Regions from separate parts of the Mus musculus genome. Here all the other regions are linked to region 1. The links are chromatin contacts, called in public HiChIP or PLAC-seq and promoter capture Hi-C maps. All regions are on one chromosome and are shown on one strand. Each heading gives the region's core, a stretch centred on a gene start, on an enhancer-like site or on the middle of the called end of the contact. The rest is flanking DNA. Distances are from core to core; before and after follow the strand shown. Region 1 holds the start of Nostrin (nitric oxide synthase trafficker). Region 2 holds the start of Ubr3 (ubiquitin protein ligase E3 component n-recognin 3). Region 3 holds the start of Stk39 (serine/threonine kinase 39). Region 4 holds the start of Ppig (peptidyl-prolyl isomerase G (cyclophilin G)). Region 5 has its middle 14 kb from the start of Gm36002.

Region 1 (5,630 bases), core at 1,523-4,022:
CACAATGTCTATCACTCTTTAGCTTACTTCAGTGACAATCGTTTGAAGGTAGACGTTGGCCTGACCCCTGAAGGTTGAAGTGCTGAGGAAGCAGCTCAGACTCTCGCAGGAGCATGACCCTAAAGATAGCTTTAAATTTCTTGTACCAGGCCTGCTTTCATCGAATGGTAAAATATATTTCACTATTTTTTTAAATGTGTAAAACAAAATACCACATTATTATAAAGAGAATGAGCTACATATATATGCATATTTTCAAAAATATTTTTCGAGCTTTTGATATTAGACTGAATGTTTGTATTAATATGCTAAATAGCAAACCTTAAGAATTACCAAAATATGTAAATAAGGCTGAGAATAAACAATACTCTGAAACATCTATAACAACACTGTTATAAAACAAAATCTGTGTTCTTCAGTGTTTGTACAGTCTTAGACACTGTTACTGGTACTGAACCCTCGTTCTTGAAGAAAATCCTACATTTGGATTAAAAATAAGTATAAATATAGATCCCCACCCCATTTTTTATTTGAGCTTGCTCTTGACCCACTGATATTGGTACACAAATCCATTGGTGGGGACCAAGTTAGGATTTATAGCTTAATGAAGATGCTTAATCATATTCGATGCCAAGCTAGGGTCAGATGTGATAGGAAACTTGGCAGACAGTGGAAGCTTTGGGTTCTCTTTAAAAAGTATTAAGTGAAAAACAAGTGATAAGTGGTTTCCGAAGCATCGGTCTGAAATCCACGTCTCATCCCCCACCCTTGCCCCTTTTTTCAGCATGTTCCTAAATTGTAGAGCATTGTTTTCCAAGTACAAGCTGGGATTGTACCAGGAAGTCAACGCGAACACTTAATAAAGATGAAACAATTGCAAATAAATAAGTATTCTGTGGCTTTAGAGAGTTTAGAAGTCCAGGCCGAAGGGATATCCGCCTCCTCCTGACTCCCGGATACTTTTGGTGGCGATGGGCCCAGAGACATGACCCCTAGTCATGGACAAAGACAAACACCCTTGGGGTAGTACTCAAAATAGGGTATAGCATCATCTAGCACCACAGAAGTAGAGCTTTGAACTGCCATGGAGGTAGGGGAGACTGTCTTGGGAGATGTCTGAAAGAAAACATTTGTCCCTAGTCCTGACCTGAAGTAAGCTGTGCTGTCTACCTACACACACACACACACACACACACACACACACACACAATGATATGATAGACTTTTAACTCCCCTTTTTCTTTCTTTTCTCTTTTAAAAACCTAGTTGGTCCTGCCTCCTGTCTCCCTCTCTTTTGTCTATTGTACTATCTCGGCATTGACTTTCTCTTTAAATACTTGCCAGTACCAAGTGTTTGCCTCAACTTATCTGGGTGTCACCTGAACCAGGGAAAACATCACCAGAATCCATGTGAGACAGGCGAGGATTTAAAAGTGTAGTAGGGTGCAAATACAAAGAGAAAAGAACAAATTTCTCTAAAAGGTTACCCATAACCACCCAATGCCGAGTAGATTGAGGCTGTGTGCCAAAGTAAGGGGTGAGGTGGGGGTTCACTCAATATTGTCATTCAAGTGTGGTGTTGGAATCTGTGTATTCATTAAGCATATCTTTTTAATGCTTAATGGAACTGGTGCTACGCTATCTTCTTAATCTCTTAGATGTTTGCCTCACTTCAGCCTCAGGATTCTTGAACTAGGTTTGTCCAATAGCAGTTGGAATTCCACCTCTCCTAAGCCCATGGTTTCCTTGCCCTTTGAATAAACAACAAGGAAAGCTGCATCCTCTGCTGATCATGGCTTCCTCACAGATTTCTCCTATTTGCTTTTCCACAGGCTGGTTGGTTGGTTTGTTTCTTTCAATAAAATATATGAACCATGGCTACAATTCCTGGCTTCTGAGGTCACCAAGTTTTTCGCTTTACAGCTTGGGTAAGACATTGAAAATCCTTGATTACTTTGGTTTCGGAACAAATTTCCCTTCCCTTTATTTCCTTTGCATCTTGTCTCCTAGGTCAAATCTCTGCCACTAATAATACATTAGTGACTGTGCTGTGTGTCTTTGGACTTTTGATCAATATTGTATTGGGAGGGGGGCAGGGAAGATCCCAGGACCAGAGCAAGCAGGCTGGCGAACCAGCTACCAGGCTGACACAATGGGAGTCTGTTCTGTGTCCTGAGGGCTTTTGGGATCACAACTCTCAAGCTGTTTGATTAAAAAGCAGGAATGGGTTGAAGGGTGTGGAGGGGAGGCAAATCCTTCCCTGACTCAATCTCTGAGCCCAAATGCATTGCAGACGGTCTGTGAGCTTCCCTGTCTACTCTACACACGATGTTGACTATGTTGGCACCTCATCAAGCAAGCTTTAATATTGCTTCTCAAACAGCCCCGTCTGGATCCAAGTAGGATGCTATAGACTCACCCAAATCTTTCCCCATCAATTTGAGAACTAAAGACGGCTATGACTGTCACATTTTCAAGAGGGCTCTATTTTAAGCTTAACCAAAGAAAAACCGCAGACTTCTGTTCCACAGCCAAAATCTAAACACGCCTGCTTTCTGAATGCCTCCAATTTCTGCAGCTTAGAAACCACTAATCTATAAATTTTCCCCTAGCCTCGTACACACAGGCACACACACACTGCACTGGGCTACTCACCGAACAGTCCGTCAGTGGGTCCCTCATGTTGAAATGCTGTCTGCTTTTTCTTTTACCTACGCTCGATCCAGCATGCTGGACGCTGCAATCAATCAGGTTGGGTGTGTTCTGGACTTCCGGGATTCAAAGGGCTTAGAGTACGTCAGTCCTTGTCAAACACACCAAGGAGGAAGTTCCAGCCCCTGGACTTTCATCCAGTTCATTTCCTGAAAAAGCACAGAACAGCTCTGGGTCAAAAGAGCCAGTGGGAATGGTGAGAAGCAGTCCAGTGAACTTTGAGGCCCTGAGGTGTAGCCTTGAGAGAAGGCTCAGAAGCTGGGTAGAGTTCCCCATGATCTGGATGCCTGGAATGATGGTGGAAATTGCTGGTCCAGTCATGGCTTGTATTTTCTGTGCGTTATGCTGCTCTGACCTTTGGGGTCTAGGCAAGCTAGATAGGTGAAAAGTGACAGTCACAGCTGTCTTTCGTTCTCACGTTGATTGGAGAAGGTGAGTTAAGTACGCAGCATTCCCACCTGGATCTAGGTGGGGCTGTCTGATGGTTTGCCTTGATTGACAACTGGATAGGATCTAGACTCACCTAAGAGGCTCACCTAAGAGCATGTCCGTGAGGGGGGTGTCTAGATTGAGTTAATGGAGGTGGAAAGACCGACCCTAAGTGTAGGCAGCATGATCAGATAAGCTGGGGTCCTGACCGTCAGTAAAAAGGAGAACGTGAGTGGCGGACTAGCATTCCTCTCTCTGGGACCTGTCTGCGGATGCAATAGGACCAGCTGCCCTCAAGCTCCTGCTGCCTTGCATTTCCTGTCATGATACACTGTACTTCAAACTACAGGCCACAATAAACCCTTTCCTTCTGCTTTTATCAGGCAGCTAGTCGCAGCAATGAGGACAATAACGAACACAGTAGGTCAATCCCTGAGGTGATGACAAATTTCCTATAGTCCCGGCTTTGATATGTAAATTAATGGCCCATACCCTCCTGCAATATCAAACCTCTATTTTTTCTGCTCCAAGTCACTCAGAGCTGGTACCAAACAACCTTATGAGACTGTTAACACTAAAGTGTCCAGAAGACTATCAGGAAGCAGACCATTTATGAAACACCTCTCAGGGCTGAACTGAATCCAGCCCTCACTCTCAGCCAAGCAGGACCAAGAGGCTAGGCTATTAATTTAAGCCTAAGATTGGCCTTCTTTTTTCATGGCTCAAAATGATGGGCAGAGCTGGCAATCAGTAACTTATTTTATTGTTGCTTTTAAAAATACCTTTCCCAGTTGTCAGTCCCTAGGTTTCTAATTGCCTATGGATTTATGACAATCATTTACAAGGCTCAGAGTAGCTTTGCTCTGACTTGTGACTTGTCTGAGAATAGGTTTTGTCCCCAAAGCCCCCTCAAATACTTCAGGTCTCACAGTATCTCAGCTGCACCATCCTACTGACACAACCTCCTCTCAGCTGCCTCTTGGGCCCAGGCTCTCTTTTAAGACCCTGAAGATAGTGTAGGAGAGAGAGCTAACAGTGAAAGAGGAGAGTTTACAAGAGCTGAGAGATGACTTGCCAGCCTTAGACAGGAACCACCCCTCACATACCAACAAGATTCTCTCTACTGGCCGAACCATCCATCACTGGAGGTTACAGCAATGAGCAGCTATCAGGAGACTGGAGTTGGATAGGTTATGTCAGCATAATGAGATCCAGGGATAAGAAACTCACATTCCCATTAAAGTCTTCTTTAGTTTCTGAGTTTCACATAAATATGACTGGAACCCGAGTTCTAGGATCTGCAGCAACTTGATGTCACTTGGTGTTTCTGTCCCATTTCTCCTGATGCCTTTTGTTTTTCTATTTTTATTTTTTCTATTTTTTAAGTTGAAGATAGATTTCTTTTCATACAGTATGTTCTGATTACAGTCTCACCTCCCACAACTCCTCTCAGATTGTCTCCACCTCCCTCTTCACCACAAATCCACACCTTTTCCTTCTCTTTCTCTCCTTAGGAAACAAACGGGCATCTAAAAATAATCACAAAATAAAATAAGATAAAGTAAAACCACACTGGAATAGGATAAAACAAAGAATCCTAAGAAAAAGAACCAAAGAAAAGCAGTTCCTAAGACAGGTAAGACCTTATTTTATTTACTTATTTTTCCTTCTCTATATCTTACAGGTCCTTTGGGTATATAATATGGCTTCCAGTTTGGTGGTTTTATGGGATTCCTGAAAGTGCGAACGAGTGGGTCTCTGCTTTCTGTGCCTTTTCTTGGGCTCTTTTTCTTCTGTTTATTTGTTTTTTGTTTTTGTTTTTTTTCCTACTCCAGTATGTTCGTTTTTGTTTGATCTCACCATATCTTAGAAACCTGTTTCCTAATGAAATACAGAAAAGGAGTGGAGCCAGAGAGCAAGGGATGTGGGGAGGGACTGGGAGAAATGGAAGGAGGGGAAGCCATAATCAGGATATACTATGTGAGGAAAAAATATATTTTGCAATAAAAGGAAAAAGTGACTCTTGGTGAACATGGTGTGTTGGGGTGGGGGGACTGGCTTGCTCTTGAAGTTTCCATCAAGAATGTCACCACAAACTTTTGTGCTAGTTACGGTATAAGTGCAGGTAATAGGGTATAGTTGCTTTTAACTTGAGCCTTTTCCAGAAACTGGCTAGATCTCCCTTATGCCTCTAGACATCTGCTAAGGAATAATATCTATACCCTGTGCAGGGTCCCTCTCACAGACTCTTGTGAGCTCAGGCCCCAGCATCCCTCTCAGCAAGCTGTCCTGGCCGGATCCAGGTTGACAATTACCGTTTGGCTCTCTGTTCAGTGTCTCAGAAGGGTATCTGGGTTTGCAAAGAGGTTGGGAGAGTACGGTATCCTTTATTTCTTGTCACAGAAATGCTGTAGAACAACTGAAAAGCCAGCAGTTTCAAATGACACAGGTTTATTTATTGACAAACTCTCATGTTAGCTTGTGGTTCT
Region 2 (5,630 bases), core at 1,520-4,019, 760 kb before region 1:
ACCTACACACACACACACACACACACACACACACACACATACACACACACAAAATACATATACATGAAATAAAATTTTATTTTTCAATTGGAGGTTTTAAAATGAGATTAAAATCAAAAGGACAAAACAGTACTGAGCAGAAAAACCAATACAAATAGTATTGATTCCATAGGATTGAAGGTGTAACAAAGTGGGAGAGTACATTCTTGGTCTGCCCAACACCCCAGGTAAATGCCCCAAAACAAATTAAAGAATGCAGTTTAACAAGGGCAGTAGGGGAAGTGGCTGAAAGGTCAGCATACAGTCAGCAAGCCTAGCTTACTTACCATACTTAACTTACTGCACGATTTTTACCAAGTTTTAAAATCTGTGCCCTGTTTTCCTTTCCAATGGGAATAACAACAGCATCTCAAATTTGTTAAAGATTATATGAGTTAAATTATGTAAAGCAGTTAAAATTTGACAACTTCCACCAAACAGGAAAAAATCTAAAGTTTTAATAACACTGTTAAAGAAGCTACTGGTGCCGGGCAGTGGTGGCACATGCCTTTAATCCTAGCACTTGGGAGGCAGTGGCAGGTAGATTTCTAAGTTCGAGGCCAGCCTGGTCTACAGAGTGAGTTCCAGGACAGCCAGGGCTACACAGAGAAATCCTGTCTCGAAAAACCAAAAAATTAAAATTAAAAAAGTTATTGGCAAACAGGCCATTCCATACAGTAGTTATTACAAGACTTAGGAGGAACAATTTTTAAGTCCCACTTTTGTAAATTTACCCCAGTGATATTCTTCTACAGGTGAGAGAAGACTGGTACACCTAGGTTTTTATTTTATACTAGGCCTCTCCTTGCCCATAAAATGACATTGTTAAATCAAGGGCAGCAAACTCACCGAACACTGTATAGTTGTCTTTACACTACAGAATCAAGAACCCACAGAGAGGGAAGATGCACAACCATGTTACCTTCTGCATGAGAGGAGACAGCAGGACGAGGAAACATTTACTGTTGCTTGCTTTGGACTGAGAGAAACTAAAAGCAATGAGAAGGAACTGGCAGATGAGAGACCAGAAAGGAGGAAATTTTTCACTATAGGTTATTTTGGCTTTTATATTCAATAATATATAAATATTAAAATGCTAAAAAGCCAAAAAAAAAAAAATCCAGCTCTATTTGCTAGCCCTGATTATTACTCTTTGCAGGGTCTTGCTAACTCCTGAATCCTTTTTCTTAGTCCGTCTGCTCAGAAACTCTTCTCCAGCCTCTAACTCCTATGTAAGGTATGTAGTGTATGTGGATTAAGGCATAGGTGCCATGGCACACCAGGTGCACTGCACGCATCAATGCGTTTGTCAAAGATGCATGTGTCCAGTGTCTCCTTTTCGGCGGATGTTCTCGCATTAATGAATAAGGCGCCCTTAACTAGATAAAACCCAGCAGCACTTGATTCCTAATTCGCTCAGTGATTTCCTCCTCCTTCTGGTGTAAGGCGTATTCTATATCTGACGGCTCAGGGGCCCAGTTCTCGGTCACTTCGGCATATCACATACTCCACTGACAGCTCAACAGTCCCTTTTTATGCAAGCCCCTCCCCTTCCCTCCTCCCGCAACCCCATTAGCTCCAGAGCTCTGTCCCTCACTCCGACAGACACACAGACACTTTTCCCCCCCACACACAAGGGTCCTAACCTGCAGTTGTAAGACCCTCCCCCTGGCCCTCGGCCTCCTGTGACCCAACTGACCCAATTCAGATCCCAAATCACTCCCTCCCAGTCAATCTAAATCACTTCTAAGGCTCTCCCCAGAACCAGGCAGGCAGCTGTACACCCTTTCGCAACAAGTACACAACTGACAGCTCCACACCAGATTTAACCCCAGCATCCGCTCCCCGTCCCTGCCCTCTCGCCCCACACACTGAATGAACCCTTCTCCCGCATCGCTCGCCCACCCTGACCTCCTTGAAATTTCTCAGCCTGGTTCCCCGCACATGCTCTCCTCTCTTCCCCACCCCCTTCCCACCAGTGACAGCTCAGTCACCTCCAACCCCTTGCGCGCTCCCCCAAGCTTCCCCTGGCAGATGCGGGTCGGCTCCCAGGGATCTCCCCCTGGGGCTCCTCCCCCCCGACCCCCGCAAGATCACACGGCCCGGCTCGCCTCGCCTCGCCAGGACTCCACTCACCCGCTCTCCCGCATTACGTTGCTGTCCCCGCAGTCGCAGGCGCCCCCGGCCTGGCTGCGGAACATGTTGAAGTCGTGTCCAGTGTGGTCGCCCTGGTGGAAGCACTCCGCGCACAGCGACATGCAGGGGGAGATGCCGCACGTCCGGCAGCGGTAGGCCACGAAGTTGGCCGTCCAGACCAGGCCGCAGAGCGCCGCGGGGTCGTAGGCCCGCACGGCCGCGCAGAACTCCTCGTAGCCGCCGCCGCCGGCCAGAAGGCACTTACACCACTCCAGGGCATCCTCCTCCGCCTCGCCCGGGCCGCCGCCGCCGCCGCCCGCCGCCTCCTCGCCGCCCGCAGCCCCGGCCAGCGGCCGCTCGGCGTTCAGCACCCTCTCCAGCAGCGCCTGCAGCTCCTCGGCGCCCGCACGGTTATCCGGCCGGCTGAGAGCGGCCTTCAGATGAGCGGCGGTGGCCGCTTTGTCTAAAGCCAGCCCCTGCGCCGGCGCCTCCGGCTGGGGCGGCTGCGGGTCCCCGACGGCCGCCGCGGCCGCCGCCGCCGCCATGATGAGAGCTCAGAATTTGCAGAGTCCAGGCCCCCGGCTCCTCCCGGGAGGGTGGGGGAATTGACTGCTGCGATGGCTCGGCCCGCCCAACTCTCGCGATACCCGGCGCTGCAGAGCACTTCTGCGCGGTCCCCGCCCCTGGCCACGCCCTCCTGCCAAGCCCCGCCCCTCGTCGGGCTCCCCACCACCACCCACCAGGCTGGGGCTCTGCTCCTATGGTCTCTCTAACCTGTTGACTCCCAACTTTCAAAAGTATTACTTACACAAGAACTCGGCGCAAAGACAATCTTTAATAAAAGTGGTTTCTCTGTAGTCGGGATGTATGTGATGTATGTAATGTATGAGAGAAGAATAAATAAAAAGAAAAAAGATAAGTGGGTTTTTTTTTTCTTTATTTGCCTGGAACATAGGAATTAAACACAACATCTACCAGATGTATTTTAGGCATCCATATCTGGTCTTCAGATGTTGATTGCTGTTATCAGAGACTTAATTACTACTGAATTCCTGCTGTTAGTGAAGCTGCCTCCTAAATACTTCCCCTGAATCTCCTAAAATAAATTTTTTTTAAGGTAAGATTCTTTTCTTTTATTTATTTATTTTTTCCTCTTGATTTGCTTGGTTTGGTTGGTTTGGTTTGGTTTTTATTTTTTGAGACAAGGTTTCTCTGTGGAACTCGCTCTGTAGACACAGATCTGCCTGTCTCTGCCTCCTGAGTGCTGAAAATTTAGGGGTGCCCTCCACTGCCCACATTAAAAGTAAGGTTGGGTTTTTTTGTTGTTGTTGTTTTTGTTTTGTTTTTTTGTCTTTTTAAAAAATTACATTCAAGTTATTTGTTTGAGTAGAAGTCCTCCGATACACATCTAATCAGAGAACACCTTATGGAAGCTGGTTCTTTATTATCTGATTTCCTGAGGATTAAACTCAAGTCATCAGGTTTGGCAACAAGCACCATTTACTTGGCCCTCTTGTTATCCTCTTACCCAAACTCTTTACTGGAGAGAAGAACCAAGCTCCTTACGTTATCTCTTCAAAATCCACCAACATCACTGTTTCTCGCTGTCCGGATCAGAGTCAAAGACAAAGAGACCAGCCACTGGAACCCATTCACCATTCCATGAAAGTTTTTGGTTAGTTTGCTTGCTTCTTTACGAGTTTTAAGACATGTCCTGCGGCCCAGACTGGCCTCAAGCATTCGGTGTAAACTAAGATGACCTTGAATTCCTACCTCCATCTCAAAGTGCTGGAATTATTGCACTATGCCTGGTTTACAGGGTCAGGGGTTGAAACCAGAGCACCGTGCATACAAGGGAAAAACTACAACTGAGCTACATTCCCAGGGTTGCTGGAGAGATGAGTCTGGTTAAGAGCACCAGCTGCATGAGCCTTGAGAGTGTGGGTCACTCTCATACAGGCAAACAGGAGTGGGGAGGGGGATTGGTAGAGGGGTAACCGGGAAGTGCGATATCATTTGAGATGTAAACGAATGGAATGAGTAATTTTTTTAAAACACTAGCTCCTCTTCCAGATGACCCAGGTTTGATTCCTCGCACCCCGATAGTAGCTCACTAACTTTAAATCCAATTTCAGGGAACCCAACGCCCCCTTCTGGCCGCTGCGTGCAAGTGCTGCACAGTAATACACCAATGCAGGCAAAATGCCCATACGTAAAAAACAATTTAAAAAATTAAAAGGTTCTGATGTATTCAATAACTATCTTAAGCAATAAATTCTCATCCCCGCAGCCTTACTAACTGATCATTTTCCTGGGGCTTTGGGGGTTGCAATGGGGTGTTTTGTTCTTTATTTTTTTTAATTAGGTATTTTCTTCATCTACATTTCCAATGTTATCCCAAAAGTTCCCCCATACCCTCCCCCCACCCACTCCCACGTCTTGGCCCTGGCGTTCCCTTGTACTGAGGCATATAAAGTTTGCAAGACCAATGGGCCTCTCTTTCCACTGATGGCCGACTAGGCCATCTTTTGATACATATGCAGCTAGAGTCAAGAGCTCTGGGGTACTGGTTAATTCATATTGTTGTTCCACCTATAGAATTGCAGATCCCTTTAGCTCCTTGGGTACTTTCTCTAGCTCCTCCATTTGGGGCCCTGTGATTCATCCAATAGCTGACTGTGAGCATCCACTTCTGTGTTTGCTAGGCCCTGGCGTAGTCTCACTAGAGACAGCTATATCAGGGTCCTTTCAGCAAAATCTTGCTAGTGTATGCAATGGTGTCAGCGTTTGGAGGCTGATTATGGGATGGATCCCAGGGTATGGCAGTCTCTAGATGGTCCATCCTTTCATCTCAGCTCCAAACTTTGTCTCTGTAACTCCTTCCATGGGTGTTTTGTTTCCATTTCTAAGAAGGAGCAAAGTGTCCACACTTTGGTCTTCGTTCTTCTTGAGTTTCATGTGTTTTGCAAATTGTATCTTATATCTTGGGTATACTAAGTTTCTGGGCTAATATCCACTTATCAGTGAGTACATATCATGTGAGTTCTTTTATGATTCGGTTACCTCACTCAGGATGATGCCCTCCAGGTCCATCCATTTGCCTAGGAATTTCATAAATTCATTCTTTTTAATAGCTGAGTAGTACTCCATTGTGTAAATGTACCACATTTTCTGTATCCATTCCTCTGTTGAGGGACATCTGGGTTCTTTCCAGCTTCTGGCTATTACAAATAAGGCTGCTATGAACATAGTGGAGCATGTGTCCTTCTTACCAGTTGAAACATCTTCTGGATATATGCCCAGGAGAGGTATTGCAGAATCCTCCGGTAGTACTATATCCAATTTTCTGAGGAACCGCCAGACTGATTTCCAGAGTGGATGTACAAGCTTGCAATCCCACCAACAATGGAGGAGTGTTCCTCTTTCTCCACATCCTCGCAAGCATCTGCTTTGTT
Region 3 (5,630 bases), core at 1,181-3,680, 660 kb after region 1:
TTGCCAGATTGACAACATGCAAGGGTGTATGGCATACCCATCCCTTCCTTCCACAGGTAACTAAGCTGAATTTAGAAGAACATCTAGTGCCAGGGTCCTTTGTCATCGGGTTTATATATAAAGAAGAGAGCAGGGCTTTTATAAGTGATAAAAAAGCATGGGATTGAATCTGGAAGTTAATGTTTCCATCAATAACTGAGGGATCCCAGTACTTGCACTTGGAAATGTATATATTTAAGAGGTATTTAAGATTTCCTGGAAATTGGTCTCTAAGTTTATGTTGTGTTTCTGGTCAAGGATGCTATTAAAATACAAACAAGATTTATTTAAAAAAATAGGATTCATTCATTCAGAGACTTGAAAACAAGAAGAGAAGAGAAGGGTCCGTGCTCGCTCTTTACATACCTCATTCTATACCCTGGTAACCTCAGCCAAGTTTCATGCCAGATGATTTTTTTAAAAAGAAGATTCCTTTCCTGGCCAGAACATTGGCGTTTCCAGTCTTCTGTTGCAACCTAATCTTCAGTTGAAAAGCACTAACAGCCTTGAGCTCATGAGAATTCTTACAAATGGCTTCCCTGGTGGTCATTTAGAAAGTGGTTGGCTGAGGACAGATATCTGGCCTCTGAGGAGGGAACAGTCGTTCTTTGTGGGAAACCAAGTGGTCTGGGGTTGCTGCCTCGATTCTGTGAATCATGTTTTCCTAGCATGTCTTAAAGGCTTTCCTGGCCTTCACAATCCCATTTCACGATCAAAAGTCAAGACATAACTTCATATGACAACGTGGAGGAATGCTCTGTTAATCTTGTCTCTTTTTCCTTTAAAAGCAGTCCTTAAAAGTTCTTTGGATGAAATGGGAGCAGCTCAGGGAGAGGTAACCAGTGACTTGGGATAACTGCCCTGTTCATCAGAGGCCTAGAGTTTGTTTATGAAGTAGTCTATTTCTTGACATAAATTAAAACAAATATGCTGGCTTTTTAAAAAATAGTATATCTGCACAAAAGGAAATACAAGTTCTTAGCAGCATAAATATTAGCTCTTTGAGCAAGTCATGCTAGTTGCTAGTTTATCCATCTGTCCCATAGTGCCCTAAGAGGTTAAGTAAACAGTTAACGTCATTGCTTTTGCCAGACAACTGGTTTTTCTCCTAGCAAATGTCTAAGTTTCTTTTGAATTATTTTTTAAAGAGTTTAAGGAGATTTTTATTTTTATCCCTTTAAGAGTTTCATGGCTCTCCTGTGCTTTGTTCTTTCTCAAGCCTGGCTGTCTCGTGAGAACCAGCCAGCCTAATGTCAGCCACATAACGAATACGCCTATTGAGTCAGAGTACCATTCCAGCCTGAGACAAGAATCTTTTAATAGTGGTCACCTCTGTGAGGGATGAGAGTTGAACATTCAAATGTGACACCTGCAATTAGAAAAATCTCTGGTTTTGCCACAGCTATTTTAAAGATGAGGTAATTTGGGGAGTGTTGAAAAAGCAGCATTTATTCAAAACTTTCCATTGCAGTTAATTTATGCCCCAGTAGGTTCATAGTGTTCTGTCAAGAAACTTGCTGTCTGACCTTAGGGTCTTAAAGGGTTAATGTGACTGTTTATGTATTCATTTGTACTTGGTATCGAACCAAGGACCTTAAGTGTATTAAGCTGGCACTTTACCTCCGAGCATGGTTTTAAGCACATAAAAAGTGCTGGGGATAGAACCATAGCATGCTAGGCCTGCGCTCTGATTTTGTTACACTCCTTTCTCCTCTCTACTTCTTGTAACTTCACTGCCCCTGACATCACCTTCCTAGGGTCCAAGTGTCTTTGAACAAAAGAGAAAGCCGGGGATTTAGGGAGTCGGGTTTCATTTCAGAGCAGCACTGGCGATTTCATTAGGCAAGGTGCGAAAGGGCTCCTGCCAGGTAAAGCGCCGGAAAGTTACAAGTTGGGTTATTTTTTAACCGGCGTCCTACAAAACCGACGCCGTGTAGGTAGGTGTCTCCCTCGCTAACTTGTAAAAGAACTCCAGGTTCTTTCGCTCGCTCGGGGAGAGTTAGCAGGCTGAGAATCTGGCAGCCGTTCAACGACCCCGCCCTCGGAGTCCCAGGGGGGCTTCTTCGGGAGAGTGCGATTGTCTAGGGCGGAGGCGCGGCAGGGCAGGAAGGGAGCGGGGCAAGCCCCGAAATCACCCCCCGAAGCCGCCCGGCTCCCAGCGCGTGGAAACTTCCCTGGCGGCGAGCAGGGCGGGAGGGGGCGGCGGTTCCCCTCGGCGCTGAGAGCACCGTGCGCGCGAGGATCGGGGCGCGCGGCGGGCGCGGCGGCCGCCGCCTCCTCCCGTCCCCGCCTCCGCGGCGCAGCCTCCTCCCTCCGCCCCGCTCGGCCTCCGGCTGGCTCCCTCCCCTCGTGGCAGGCTCCGGCGGCGGCGGCGGCTGCGGCGGACGGGGAGGGCGTGCGCCGGCCGAGAGGTGTGGGCGACGAGGCTAGGGAAGTTTCAAGTGGAAGGTCGTCCGCCGGCCGGCGCGTCCCCTCACTCTCCTCCCGCAGCATCATGGCGGAGCCGAGCGGCTCGCCTGTGCACGTCCAGCTTTCCCAGCAGGCGGCCCCGGTGACAGCGGCGGCGGCGACGGCCCCGGCGGCCGCGACATCAGCACCAGCCCCGGCCCCGGCCCCGGCTCCGGCGGCGTCCGCAGCCCCGGCCCCGGCTCCAGCTGCTGCTCCAGCCCCGGCCCCGGCAGCTCAGGCGGTCGGCTGGCCCATCTGCAGGGACGCGTACGAGCTCCAGGAGGTTATCGGTCAGTGCGGAGGGTGCTGCGGGGCCGGTCCAGGCCGGGCGCCGAGACTGGGCGGGAGTGGGTGCGGGATGCGGTTCTCCTGCCTGCCTGCACGCCCAGAGGCAGAGCGGCCGGCTTCGGGGCCTACCGGCTTCAACAGTTATTTTATTGTCTTTTTTAATTTTTAATTTGTCCCTTCCTTCCCTGAGCGCGGCTGCTGCAGGAGGTGGCGCGGCGGATGTGACTCGCACTGCAGACGAGCTGCAGGCTGCAAACTTTTATCTCCCGGATCGCCGGGGCGGCGGAGCTGGAACCCAGTAACGCCGCATCCTCCTCCCCCCTCGAGCCCTGGGGCCGCAGCTCGTGGCCGCTGACCACGCGGATGGGCTGCCTGGGCGGGGTGGGGATGCGGGGGCGCCGCCCTGGGCTTCCGCGCCCCCGCGCCGTGCTGGGTGAAACGCGTCCTGGGAGACCCTGCGGGCGCAGCCGCGCCTCTGCCTCCTGCCATGACCTCTCGGTGGGTAGCCCAGCCACGTAGTAGTGGCAGAGGCCCAGGCGCCTGCCCAGACCAGGGAGGATGCTGGCCTTCTTCTGACAGCCGCCGCATGCTCGCCCTGCAACCCGGCTCTGCGCGCGGTGCGCCCGGTACCTGCCTCCCTCCTTGCGGGCGCGCCGCCTGCTGCCAGCCCCGGGGCCGGTGAGCGGCCGCGCTGGCCTTCTGCCCTGCTCCGGGAGGATCTGCTGGGGTGAAACTCGAGGCTGTCCACGATCCGCGCCCAGCCTTTCGGTGTCTCCTAGGCAGCTCACTAATACCATCTTATCTTACATTTTTAAATACCTGGCAAAGTCGAAAGGCAAGAAGCCCGCGTTACTTTTCTTTGAGCCAAACACGTGTAGGGCCAGGATATTTGTGGTGTCCTCTAGCTTAGAACCTTACCTAAAGGTTCATTCACTTAGAAGTTTTGTGCCTCACCGATGCTGCCAGGCAAAGTGGGCCCCATCATATAACCTTATGAACTCTGGACTGGGGATGTTGCTGGCTCATAATCTTGATATTTAAAGATGGGGACGGGGGGAAATTCAAGTTATCTTTTTCTTTCATTTAAAAAAGATTTCTCTATTTTTCCCTTGAACAATTATAATTAACATAATTAATATAATTTCACTAGACACTCAAAGGAACCCCTTTTATGTCGTGTGTGAATGAGACTTCCAGCAATGCATAAATATACATAAATATATACATACATATATATGTATATATGTATGTATCTATTTGTGTGTTTGATAGGCAGAAATGTGTATATGTGTAGTAATTATGTACTTTGGTATGCAAAGGCTGCTTATAGTCTTTATAGACATTTATAGACAAAATTCTCCTAGTATCTTTCATAACTTTTAGCTAAAGACTCTTCAGGGATGGATCTTGACGTTTCTGTCAGGATTTAATAACACCAAGAGCTTTCAAAGCCCAGAGTCCTCAGTGAAAACTATTTTAGCTTGGGATGTAAGGCTCTTCACTCTGAACTTCTTTGCTGCTCCTTGAGTTCTTGCATTCTCACAGTGATTGCTGATTGCTGTCATTGCAGGCTCTTCCCTACCATGCTCACACACACAATGGACATGCATATACATACATACATACATACATACATACATACATACATGTGTATTGATATTGAAGACTGAACCAGGACCATTCCTAGGGACCTTTACCTAGTCAGTCTTGCTCAGCGTCCAAGGACAAAGTGAATGTCTTTGGAGAAGCTCACACTTCTCCCAGGACATGTTAAGTGGCTCCTTCTGACCCCTTCTTTGTCTACTCTGCAGTCCCTATCCTCATTGTTATTGATTGCTCACCAAGTCTTGGGGCCTTCTAGGTTCTGTGCATGTGTTGGCAATGCAGGCAGGCATGATTAAATCATGTGCTGATGAGTTAGGAGATAAGGGAGAATGATCCTGTAGGATGTGCTGAGGGAGTGCTCGGAGACGGAGGGAGACAGATACTCTGCATGGCAGAGACTGGCTGATTCTGCACTGAAGTCCCAGTAAGAGCTTGTAAGGTGCTGAGTTATTCCTGCTGCTGCCTTCCGTAAGCAACTCTGAATTGAGTTGGTTGGTCTCTCCCACCACACAGTTTTCCCTAGGATCCAGAGCAATTTACATACAACTAATTTATATTCTCATATTGTTAATCATTAGGGTTAAAATGTAAGCCTTGACTCTGGGAACAGTATTTTGAGCTGGCTTCTTTTGTGAGTTAAGGAATAAAATCTTTTTAGTTTAAGTAGGATTAATTACAAGGCCTTCTCTGCTTGTGGCATCAGTGTTAATTATAGTTGGTTGATTTTTAGTGAAGAGGAAAGATTTACCTGGGGGATTCAAGAACAGAAAGGCCTGCTAATTTCATTTCTGGTTCTACACATTGTTCAGCTTTTCTATGATTTTATATATATCTCACATTTTCCCATCCTAACAGACGGGTATTTGGAAACCCCTATTATTGACAAATGACTGGAACCGGGTTCTACAAGGGCTTGCTATCTCCCTTTAGCCTTCCGTGCTGGTTGAGCCATTCAGGGCAAATTCGTGGTTAAGCACTTTGCCTTAAACACTATATTCAAGAAGTTAGCAGTACAGATACCAAACCAGTTTGAAAGTCAATGCCAGTCAACAGCAGTGCCTCTCCCTGCCATACAGCAGGTGTCCTATGATGCCATTCCAGCAGTTTGAACCACAACCAGCAGGAGGCTCAGATGGGCCAGAGCCTGGAGCCCCGGGAGGCAGGGCGCTTCACCTTCCAGCGTGGCACAAAGCACAGACACCTTTTCTTCTACTTCCTTCTGGGTCCAGGACAGGGCCTCGGGATTAGGA
Region 4 (5,630 bases), core at 2,303-4,802, 590 kb before region 1:
AACTGCTATCTCCATTCTTTGACAGTCTAAAGAGAAAAAAAATGTCAAATATGGTATTAATACATGAAAACAAAATGTCATTCCAGGAAAAATTTTTAAAGTTTTAGAAGGGACTTGTGACACAGGCGTATAATTCCAAATACTTGAAAAACTGAGACAGGAGGCTGTTAAATAAGTTCATGGCCTGCCTGGGACACGCAGGGTGTGTTTAGGGCCATCTTTGACAACCATGGAAGATCTTGTGTGTGTGGGGTGCTGTTTGTGTTTTTGTTTTTTTAAAAACAACCCAAAAGTGCCGGGGGAGGATATTGGGGACTTTCAGGATAGCATTTGAAATGTAAATGAAGAAGATATCTAATTAAAAACAAAACAAAAAGCCAGGAAGATTTTGGTTGGTGGAATTTATAGATGAGTTTATAATTTTCACCCAGGGAGGCTCATTCAGCCTGGAGATAGAAGTTTCTAGAGTACTGTGACTGAACTGAATCTTAAGAGACATATAGCCGGGCGTGGTGGCGCTCGCCTTTAATCCCAGCACTCGGGAGGCGGAGGCAGGCGGATTTCTGAGTTCGAGGCCAGCCTGGTCTACAAAGTGAGTTCCAGGACAGCCAGGACTACACAGGACTACACTTTTTTAGTGGGGAGGCATATGTAATGCACATGTGTGTAGGTCAGAGGACAACTGAGAGGAATTTTCTTCTTCCACTATGTGGCTTCCAGGGAGAGAATTCAGATCCTCAGACTTAGTAGTAAATGCTTTTACCTGCTGAGTCACTTTTCAGCCTCCTATATTACTTTTAATACTATTCCCAGGGAAGACTTAAGTTTTGAATACAAAGAGAAGGGAACCTTTGTTACATCTAGATTTTTTTAAAAACTTAATTAAAAAATTTTGAGAATTCCATACATGAGTATTATTGTATTTAAATTGCTTCTAACACCCCCTCTCCTACATCCTCCCAAAAGTCCCCTTAAATTCATGACCTCTGTTTTATACACACACACATTCAAACTCCTGGGCCCTTTTAAAGTTGGTCACATGTGCATGTGTTTTAGGTCTATTTGGGATTGGATAACCTATCAGGGTCTCATCTCTGAAGAGAACTTAAATATCTTCCCGTTTTCAGCAGCCATCAACTGACAATAACTCTTCATCTAGAGGTAGGGTCTTCTGAAATTTTCTTAATCCATACTGGCATGTCAATTGATGTTTGTCATTAAGCAAGTCTTGGAAGATTTGTTTTGTATTCATCTTCCCTTGTCAGGTCTAAAAGACACTTTCTTGATGTTTAGACATTAATTGTCCCCCAAAGGCAGTATGTTAAAGGTTTGGTAGCCAGTCTTTGGCACTACCAGGAGATGGAGGATCTTTTAGGAGATGGGGACTAATGGAATGAAGTTGACTCACTGGAGGTGAGTCCTTGAAGGCAGTATTGGGACAGCCCCCTCCCTCCATCCTCTGTTTCCTGGACTCCACAAGAAGGCATTTTGCTCTACTGTGTGTCCCCCACCATGTAATGCCTTGCCACAGGATCCAAAGGAACAGGCCAACAGGACTGAGACCTCCAGAACTGGGCAAAAATATATCCCACCTTTTAAAAATATTTCCTGCTTGGGAAGCATTTTAACATTCAAACCAGCTTCATCAGCTCACTCTTAAAGTATGCACATGGATCAAATAAGAAATGAAAATTAACTAATTAGTAACATTTGCATACATTTACAAATGTATACACTGCTGATGAATTAAGTAAAACAAGCTAACATTTTGAGTTGTCAGGAAAAGTCACCTATGCTCTTCCAAATAGAACCATTTTCTTTAATGTTTTTGATATACACAAACTACTGGTATGCAAAAAATGAGCTGGTAGAAAAACACCACCTAACAGGTATTCTGAAAACTTAGGAGTTAGTTTGTGGTCCAGTGATCTAGCACTTGCCCTCAGTTGTGAAGTCTTGAATCTATGCACACAAACAAATGTGGAGACCAATGGTTAGGAATACAGCTCAGTGGTGCTTGCCCTAAAAATGCCAAAGACCTCAAACAAAGCAAAAAATGCGCCTTGTCAGTAAAAGTCAAAGGTCCAATTATAGCAGTCTTCTCTGAATATTTGAAGTACTGCCTGCACATCTCAAGGTCCAAATTTTGGCCTACAGAAATAAAAAATACAATTTTTGATATATATATATACACACACACACACACATACATACACACACACCAACCTACTTAGGGAGTGAGCAGAACAACCCAATCAATTTAATAAAGCTTAAAGAAACTGTTAAGCAACTAGCTTCTTTTAAACAGAGAGAAATGTAAACTATTACATGACTAATAACACTCCACATTATTAAAATTAAAGAGTGGGGTCCCTAAGGTGTTTTTGTTTGTCTCATCAAGTTGTTCAGGCTGGCCTTGATTGGTGACCCTTTCTCTTCAGCCCGGGATTATAGACATTGTGACACCAAATCAGGAGTTACACTTTTAGGTAAGTTAGAAGCAGCCTTTCTAAGTATCTGTGCAGTTCCTCTTATGGCTATCTTTTAAAACTTATAAAAAAGGTTTCCTCGAACTGTCCAGTATCTGTTACAAAATAGCAATTACTAGTCATCATATTCTTTATACAATGGGAATGACACTAACACAAATCTTATCCTTTCTGGATTTAGCTTCTGAAAGTTAATATGGACCTTCCAAATTTTCAAAACACTGTATTATTTCTTAAATGTTCTGGTGATCAAAAACAAACAAACAAAGAGAGTCTTTACTTAATCTTTACTTAGCGCAAGTAATGTATTCGTGCTAAGAAATCAAACTGAGTGCACAGGGTGGTGCTTCCATAAGGTTTTCCAAAACAATTAGACAACGGATGCCCGCTACGGTTGACTTTGTTCGACATCAAGAGGAAACACGGAAAAAATCAGTTCGTTTCTCCTAAAGGCGAACGGGGTTCAGAAACCATCTTCTCCTCAACAGAATCCTCCTCCCCCAAAGGCCCGGCCGCTTCCAGTCGCTCAGGAACATGAGAAAACTTCTAAGGCCCTGAGGTTAACATCTCGCATTTGAGTTTTAGGAGTGTCCCTAACACCAAGGGCCTGTGTCACTGAGGCATGCACGCCAGCCGCTGTCCTACGGGAGGAAAAGGTCGGGAGGACCGGAGCCCGCGGTCGATTTTATTCCCGGGGATCCTGGCTCTGCGCCCGTCCCTCCCTAACCCTAACCTGACAGGCCCTCGCGCTGCGCCTCCCCCTTCCCTAACCAGAGGTCCCACCTACCACGCCGCAGCGCTCCGTCTCCCGGTTCTGAAGCCTCCAAAACGAACCTAGCTCCCGGGAGCCGAGGCTGCCGTCGCTGCCGCCATATTACAGCTTGTGCGGCAAAATGCGTCAGGGAGGAGGTGTGCGCCCGAGCCGGGAGGGCGGGGGCTGGAGAGGAAGAGCCGCTTCCTTCGCCCCGGGGCTCGGCTGCAAGCCGCCGGGCCACCACGGGGCCCCAGGCCGCGCCGCGGTCCCCGGGGCCACCCCTCCGAGCCCGAGCAGCCCAGAGACCTCGACGGAAAGACGGTTACCTCGGCCCAGAGGCCCGCCGCGGCTCCGCCCCTCGCCCTGAGCCCTTCCCGCTCTCGTCCCCAAGGCCCGCAGAAGACGCCGCCGCGCCGACAGACGCTCTCGCATCCCTCACCTGCCCCGCCGCGGGCTTCTCGTCTCCCGGCCCGGTCCTGGAAAGCGCTTCAAATCTACCGCCGTCAGGAAAGGCGCTAAAGCCCACTAACCGCCTCCCTCCCCCACAGCCCAGGCCAGGCGTGGAGGGAAGGTGTCGCGCCGGAAGTACGTCAGGGATGGGTGCCGGCGACTCCCGGCGTTCCCGGGCTGACGTCAGCATCTTCTCCTTGAGCTTGTAGGGTCTCTTCTGCCTTTTAAAATACGTTCCCGACGGGTCGCTTGATGGTTTCTGAGAGTTGATTGGATCGGTGTGGATCCGTCAGAATGTCACAGCGCTCCCGAAATGATGCGCATCACTTTATAAACAGTGACATCCTCTGTCGAGGTATTTAGAGAGACGTTCTGCCTCCAAGGAACCTTCAGCAAACGCTCAAAAGCTAGTAACAAAGATGAGCTACTTTCGGGACGTGGTAGCGCATGCCTTTAATCCCAGTAGTCGGGGATTAACATTTTATTGAGACCGGGTCTTACTATATACCTTGGCTGCCTTGGAGCTCTCTACGTAGATCAGGCTGACATCAAACTCTTTAAGAGATTACCCTGCCTCTGCCTCTTATCCCAAATGCCTGGTCCTATTTTAATATGGTTGTATTTGTGCCTGTGTGTATATGCACTGTATATCTATAACTGCTTGCAGAGGTCAGAACAGGGTGTCAGATCCTCCCCGTCCCCAAACTGGAGTTAAAAGCATTACGAGACACTCAATATGGGTCTTCCTTCAAGAGCCACAAGTGCTCCTAATGGCTGAGCCATCTCGCCAGCCCTTGGCCATGTGATTTAATTTTCGAGGATGAAATTTGAGACAAAGTGGCATGCTGCTCTAGGCTTTAAGACATTGCCTCTTATTTTCTTCATTTGCCAATATATTCTAATCATCCACAAACAAGGAACTGGCAGGCATTAGAATAACATAATGGAAGGAATTTAGATCCCAGAATAACTACATGGAGCAGAAATGCCTCCTATCGGGCTCATTCACCTAAGATCTTAATTTGTGAGAGAAATCGATCTTTTAAAGCCAGAAACAAACAAAAAGGAATTCCATTGTAAAAATTAAATCTAGGATGCCACACAGTGGCGGTGGACATCTTTGATCCCAGCACTTAGGAGGCAGAGGTAGTCGGATCTCTAAGATTGAGGCTACAGAGACCTACACAGAATTTAGAAGATTGAAGTAAGGCAGAGTGTTGTACAGTTATTTCATCTGGACAGAAATGTTTCCTCCTGGAGGGAAATCAGGATGAAACTCCCAAAACTCACAAGCAAGTTTCAGGAACTCGGGCTGGAGACATAGCAAATTGGAGCTCTTGCTGTGCAACTGCGAGGCCCAGAATTCAGATCCGTACACCCACATAATAAGAGAGGCTTCGTGTGCAAACCTGTAATCCCAGCTCAAAAAAAGTGAATAGAGATAGGTCCCAAGACTCTCTGGCTTCCAGCCTAGCTGAGAACATCCCAGATTTGGGGAGAAAACTTGACTCAAAATGATTAGATAGAGAACAATAGACAAGGCCACACAGTGTCCTCTCTGACGGCAATGCACATGCATTTGAATACACATGTTCAAGCTCACATGCATGGACATAGACATATACAGAGAAATGAACAGATATATCTTTTAAAAATTGCAAACATTGCTAGGAAATGGTTGTGCACACTTCTAATCCCAGCAGAGGCAGGCAGATCTCTATGAAGTTGAGGGCAGTCTGGTCTACAGAGTTGAGTTTCTGGACAGCCAGGGCTACACAGAGAAGCCCTGCCTGGGGATGGGCATAAATAAACAAGAAAGCTTTGAAGCTCTCAGGAACCCTCTCTCTTGTTAGATGAGCCGAACAGTTTGCTGGAGAGAAGAGACCGTTTGCTGGGCTGCCTGGAAGCAGCTCTTGTAAATTGTCACCTAGACTGAG
Region 5 (5,630 bases), core at 961-3,460, 570 kb after region 1:
TGATGTCCCCGTTGTAGACAGCGTAATGCAGAGCAGTGTTCTCGCTACAGTCCATAATGTTTGGGTCAGCACCATGCTTCAAGAGAATATCAAGGCATTCCGTTTGTCTGCACTGGGAGGCCTATGGAAGTGATGCCAACACAGAAATGGTTAAAGACATCAAGATCGGCGTTCCACAGGCTTCAGTATTTAGTTGCCTTTTAAAATCGCCTAGCTGCATCTTTTCATCTAATGATGTATTTCAAATTCATATCATCTGAAGCTGATGGCTAAAGTATACCTTAATTAGAGGGGTGGCATCTTTAATGTCCTTTGGACTAATCTCACAGCTGCTGTCCACCAGGAGAGTCACCACCTCTGGATGGCCATAGACACAGGCAAAATGCAGAGCAGTCCTGTGAGCACAAAAGGGATTTTTATGAATTTCAAAAGCATTTTCTTAAGGCTTACTCGCGTGCCATTATAATCACCAAGTAGCACTTAATGACTCTGCATTTTAAGTCTTAATTTTCTCCTGAAGAAAAGATGCTGCATTGCCTCTTATTACAAAGAGCAATTTCACTGGTGACAGCATTCCTCAAATGTGAGCTGTTTCTGTAGATTAGAATATAGATTCTACCTACTGACCAGCATGGAGCCGGTGTCCTGGCGCTCTGCTGTGAGCCTTCTGAATGGTGGAAAGGAGCATCCAGCTTCAGAGGCCACAGCCCTGAGGATGGAAGAAAAGTGTGAGCTGGGCAGTTCTCATGGGACCTGCTCCTCTTAGGGTATCAATGCAGAGAAAACTGAAGCAATCGAAGCCACAGAACAATGGGAATCCAGGCATCTGCCCAGGAAGGGCTGGGAAACAGTGGTGGCCTGAAGGCAGGACATCACTGAAAAGCCAAGGTGAGCTTAGTGATTTGAAAACTGCCAAAGGTGCCAATGAGCCCTACTGTGTGACGGAAGTTGCCCTACTGTGTGACAGAAATCACTGGATTAACAGTGACTTCTGGAAAAACCAGAACTCACTGTCAATCTTGTGAGCATGCCTGGCTTACAAGGAAGACACTGGTAACCCTTTAGGAGTGTTTAAACTAGCGAGGGAGGAGGCAGTAAGTACAGAAAGCTATGAAGTGAACTTGGCACCTGTAACTAAAGAGGATGAGATAAGCGAAAACATAAATACGGGAACACAAAGCTGTCCGTGCATTTAAAATCTCCTTGTAAATTCTCTCAGTAGGAAATGTCTGTTCCTGCATTCATGTGAATACATGGGTATACACTGGCAATGAAGTACCAACCTTCAATTAAAAACAAAAACAAACAAACAAACAAACCAAAAAAACTCCTTTTAGATGGGAAGTTGACACATACTAGAAATTTCTCTCCTGCATCTTTCCATGATAAGTGTGACATGCTTTTTGCAATGGCTACACTAAAGCTGTATTTTTGTTGAAACCCTTGAAGAGGCCAGTAAGCACTCTAAAAGGAGAACTGTGGGGGACTGGAAGCACTGATCTTGATTCATTTCGCCATTTCGCAGCTAATGAGGACCAGTTGGGTGTTACACCTTTCCCAATTGTCTATCCTAAGATTACTGGCACATGCTTCTCTTTTCTCACCTCAGACAGGAAGTTAGCCTACTTCCCACTTCCTGTGCCTCCCTCCAAGGTACCTGCCCACTCTCTCTCACAGCTCCAACCCCACCATTACCTGTACTTCCAATCTGTTTGCTCCATGGCAAAAACTCCCCGTTCAATAAAGCTCTTTACTGTGGCTACGTCACCCGTGCTTGCGGCCTTGTGGATTGGATAATAAGGTGCATAGCTGGCATGATATTTGGGCGGTCGGCACCCTCTCTCATCCTTGCTCCCAAATCCCACAAAGGTATTATGCAGGCCATCACAGAAGCCCAGGGGGGTCCTTTGTTTTTTGTGGAAGAGCATCTGCATGGTAAATGTCTGCTTCGAAGGTTCCTTCCCTCCCCTCCCGTTAAGCTTCTCTCACATCCCCAACCCAAAAAAGACTATGGTAAAAAAGGGCCCCCTAAACCCAGAATGGAAGCTTATAGTAAGCCAGCGCCTAAAGATTTTGATATCGAAGAAAACCCAGAGCCAAGTCTCGCCACAAGGTCATATAGCAGGAAAGTTCCGTGTGGATACAGGAACTGTCAACTGCAGGAGCAGTTGGCAACGCGGTAGCCAAGCAACGCTGGTAAACACAAACTAGCCGGTACCCAGGCTCGTGCCAGGTGCGGGCGCACATTCAACTTGGAGGGCTGTCCTGTGTGCCAGCCAGGAAGGTGCTTACTGCGCATGTGTAGAATCTGAATATGGGGGGGGGGAGCTTGAGAGGCCACTTATATTCCCTTAAATGAGGCCCTCCGTGTAGTTCTAGGGGCAGTTAAAGACGTTTTCTTGAATTGCGTTTTTAGTTACAGGAAATACGTTTTTCTTGGTTTCTTCTGTGACCCATTCATCATTCGGTAATGAGTTGTTTAGTCTCAGTGAGTTTGAAGACATGCTACAGATTTGTTTACTGTCAAGTTTATGTTTTAGTGAAGAGCTACAAGCAATTAACAACTGCGGAGAGAAGGAAAACTAGTCTTCCTAGGGATGAGCCTTGTGATTGGTTATTGTGCTAGCTAATCTTACATCACTAACACAAGCTAGTGTTACCTGAAAGGAGGGCGTCTCAATTGAGAAAAAGGTCTCTATAAGGTCCAACTGTAAGGCATTTCTTGGTTAGTAATTGATGGGGAGGGGCCAGCCCATTGTGGGTGCTGCCATCGCCTGGCTAGTGATCCTGGGTTCGTTAAGAAAGCAGACCTAGCAAACCACTGAGATCAAGCCAAATGCACTCCTCCATGGCCTCTGCACCAGCTCCTGCCTCCAGGTTCCTGCCCTGTTAGAGTTCCTGTTCCGACTTCCTTCTATGATGCACTGCATTATGGAAGTGTAAGCCTAACTTGCTCTTTGGTCATGGTGTCTCATGGCAGCAAGAGAAACTCTGAGACAGATATACAATTACAAGTGGTCAGCCCTAGAAACATTGGTGTGCAGACAATATTGAATAGACGCAAAAGCTTGTAGTTCTATAATTTTTCATTTATTTGTATATGTAACACCAATAAAGAAGAGTAAGCCTTGAGATTTAGAGGGGAAAACAGAAGGGGCAGAAAGGAAGAAAGGGAGGGGAAATGACAGAATTATGTTTCAATTAATCAAGGAAAAACATTGGTATGAACACAAGTTTGGCAGGTACCTGTAGACTCCTAAGAGTGAAAATTTCCGGCTTTCTCTGTTATTAGTGCCATTCATACACATTAGTGTTTAACGTGTGCATCTTAATGTGTGCATTTAATTTCTAAAAAAATCCTTTTCTCCTAACAAAAGAAAATGTGTGTGAATGAGCGACTCTTTAAACTGAGAGACCATTGTGAGCATCATGAGGGCTGGGGGCAGAGGAAGCCTGCTGCTCTTTTCTGAGTTGCATATTCTGAGGACTCCCAAACTTCTTGTTAGCCAGTGACAGGGAATCTGATGGAATCCTGTGGAGTTGCTAACCAGCTCCTGCCCTCTTTAACTCCTCACTTGGGAAATTCTTTCAGCCTTAGAATTTCGGAATGAGATTCTCCTTGATCAGCATCATCCTGTTGTCCTGCCTGCAATGCTCCACTTTCCATCTCTGTGGGACAAGCCCTTCTAATCACCTTCAAGGCAGAGCCTGCCTCTCAGACTCAAGTTCCTTTTAAATGTGATCGCTTGTGACCTTTTCAATTAAAAAAAGAAAATGCTTTGAATGTTTAATCACTTAATTTTTCAGACTAGCATTTACTTCTAGAAGTATAGTAACCTAGGCAGCTCCCAAACCTTCTAACGTCCAATGGTCAGAAAGATAGGTGCCCTTTATGGTAGGTGTCTTAGTCAGGGTTTCTATTCCTGCACAAACATCATGACCAAGAAGAAAGTTGAGGAGGAAAGGGTTTATTAGGCTTACGCTTCCACATTGCTGTTCATCACCAAGGAAGTCAGGACTGGAACTCAAGCAGGTCAGGAAGCAGGAGCTGATGCAGAGACCATGGAGGGATGTTCCTTACTGTCTTGCTTCCCCTGGCTTGCTCAGCCTGCTCTCTTATAGAAACAAGATTACCAGCCCAGAGATGGTTCCACCCACAAGGGGCCTTTCCCCCTTGATCACTTATTGAGAAAATGCCTTACAGCTGGATCTCATGGAGGCATTTCCTCAACTGAAGCTCGTTTCTCTGTGATAACTCCAGCTGTGTCAAGTTGACACAAAACTAGCCAAGATCTTAAATAACTTTAAAAGTCCCACAGTCTTTACAAATTATTACAATTTCAATCTCTCTTAAAATCCAAAGTCTTTACAATTAAGTCTCTTAACTGCGGACTTCACTAAAATATTTTCCTCCTTCAAGAGGGAAAAATATCAGGGTACAGTCACAATCAAAAGCAAAAATTAAACTCCAACTGTCCAATGTCTGGGATCCAACTCACGATCTTCTAGGCTTCTCCAAGGGCTTGGGTCACTTCCCCAGCCATGCCCTTTGTAGCACATATCTTGTCTTCTAGGCTCCAGCTGCCTGTACTCCACTGCTGCTGCTGTTCTTGGTGGTCATCTCATGGTACTGGCATTTCCAAAACGCTGCTGTTTTCCACTGTAACTAGGCTTCACCAATAGCCTCTCCTAGGCTCTCTTCATGGTGCCAAGCCTCAACTCCTTCTCATGACCAATTCAGTCCTGGGCCATCAACTGCAACTGAGGCTGCACTTTCACCAATGGCCTTCCACTGCCTCTCATAGCTGAATGCTGGATGCAGTCCACTGGGGCTAAACAGTTGTGTGTGTCTGCTGCAGCCACTGAAGGTGGAGGTTGCCAGCTTTAGTAACACAGGGCTTATGTTATTATGCTCAGGCCAGGCAGAAGAGGCTTAGACCTGCAGGGTGCTGTGTATCACAAACTTCTACTATGGGATATTCAAGCCACTCAAGCGGCAGGAAAGGCTTTCCCTTCTGTGGACTCCCTTTGTAAACTTTGTAAACTTTGTACACCTTCAAGGCAGTAAAATGGCCATCCCTGCCACCTCACCCCAGGAGCTCCAGAAGCCAGGCCCCTCCCCCAGATCTAACTGTCATAAGGACGGTACAGCCTCTGTAACTGTCACAAAGGTCATCTCCAACCCCTCAACAGGACCCTCCCAAAAGGCATGCTAATTTTAGGAGAAAGGTTTGAATAAAAGCCACCAATCCCTGAATAGGAAAACCCACCAATCCCTGAACGTCTCACAAAAACCCACCAATCCTTGAACAGGAAAGTCCACCAATCCCCTAAGCTCAGAACTTGAAATCCCACCGATCCTCACCCTAGAAATCTCCACCCAAGAAAGTGTCACACACCCTGCCAAAGCCGCTGTATAAGCACCGTGCTTCCTTGGAGCATAGGAACCTTCTATGAGCAGAGGAACCCTGGTACCTCCAATAAATCTCTTTTATGAGATTTCATGCCTGGTGTGAGTCTCGGAAGACGACAAGAAGCAATGAAGAGAAGAAAAGAAGCAAAGAGAAGGCGCGGAGCTGAGGCTCCGAAGCTCCAGAGCCCAGCTGGGGATCCGCTCCCCTGAGAGCTGC

Evidence for each region. Promoter capture Hi-C pulls out the DNA fragments that hold promoters and counts their contacts. HiChIP or PLAC-seq counts read pairs in DNA pulled down with a chosen protein or histone mark.
Region 2: an HNF4G HiChIP or PLAC-seq map of pancreatic cancer cells shows a contact between it and region 1. The contact joins the promoter of Ubr3 here to the promoter of Nostrin in region 1. A contact is called at or near these places in 2 of 115 datasets of contacts at active chromatin or transcription factors (bone marrow-derived macrophages and pancreatic cancer cells).
Region 3: a promoter capture Hi-C map of neutrophils shows a contact between it and region 1, with 4 times the contacts expected there. The contact joins the promoter of Stk39 here to the promoter of Nostrin in region 1. A contact is called at or near these places in 7 of 39 promoter capture datasets (cranial neural crest, hematopoietic stem and progenitor cells, liver and 3 more) and 2 of 115 datasets of contacts at active chromatin or transcription factors (extraembryonic endoderm stem cells and stem cell-derived neural progenitor cells).
Region 4: a contact with region 1 is called in an HNF4G HiChIP or PLAC-seq map of pancreatic cancer cells. The contact joins the promoter of Ppig here to the promoter of Nostrin in region 1. A contact is called at or near these places in 1 of 39 promoter capture datasets (the C10 cell line), 1 of 115 datasets of contacts at active chromatin or transcription factors (pancreatic cancer cells) and 1 of 9 other capture datasets (adipose tissue).
Region 5: a promoter capture Hi-C map of hippocampal neurons shows a contact between it and region 1, with 2.4 times the contacts expected there. The contact joins the enhancer-like site here to the promoter of Nostrin in region 1. A contact is called at or near these places in 16 of 39 promoter capture datasets (the 3T3-L1 cell line, the HPC-7 cell line, cranial neural crest and 8 more), 2 of 115 datasets of contacts at active chromatin or transcription factors (differentiating embryonic stem cells and extraembryonic endoderm stem cells) and 3 of 9 other capture datasets (adipose tissue, embryonic stem cells and liver).

Annotation. Positions count from the first base shown.
Region 1 is chr2:69,132,942-69,138,571 of GRCm38.p6, reverse strand. It overlaps Nostrin (nitric oxide synthase trafficker), which reads right to left and starts at 2,772. Exons shown (of 16, transcript NM_181547.3): 1 at 2,656-2,772. The coding sequence starts at 2,682.
Region 2 is chr2:69,894,385-69,900,014 of GRCm38.p6, reverse strand. It overlaps Ubr3 (ubiquitin protein ligase E3 component n-recognin 3), which reads right to left and starts at 2,769. Exons shown (of 39, transcript NM_177783.6): 1 at 2,176-2,769. The coding sequence starts at 2,720.
Region 3 is chr2:68,468,781-68,474,410 of GRCm38.p6, reverse strand. Stk39 (serine/threonine kinase 39) reads left to right here and starts at 2,430. Exons shown (of 18, transcript NM_016866.2): 1 at 2,430-2,777. The coding sequence starts at 2,534. It overlaps Gm13596 (a long non-coding RNA gene), which reads right to left and starts at 1,447. Exons shown (of 4, transcript XR_866392.3): 1 at 406-1,447.
Region 4 is chr2:69,721,010-69,726,639 of GRCm38.p6, reverse strand. It overlaps Ppig (peptidyl-prolyl isomerase G (cyclophilin G)), which reads right to left and starts at 3,552. Exons shown (of 14, transcript NM_001081086.1): 1 at 3,277-3,552.
Region 5 is chr2:68,565,146-68,570,775 of GRCm38.p6, reverse strand. No RefSeq gene overlaps it. Among named protein-coding and RNA genes, the nearest start is that of Gm36002, 14 kb to the left of the region's middle. Within about 2 kb of position 2,210, at least 5 of the 459 cell types and tissues checked have an H3K27ac peak or open chromatin away from gene starts, as enhancers often do. A contact at or near this core is called in hippocampal neurons, where this site is marked.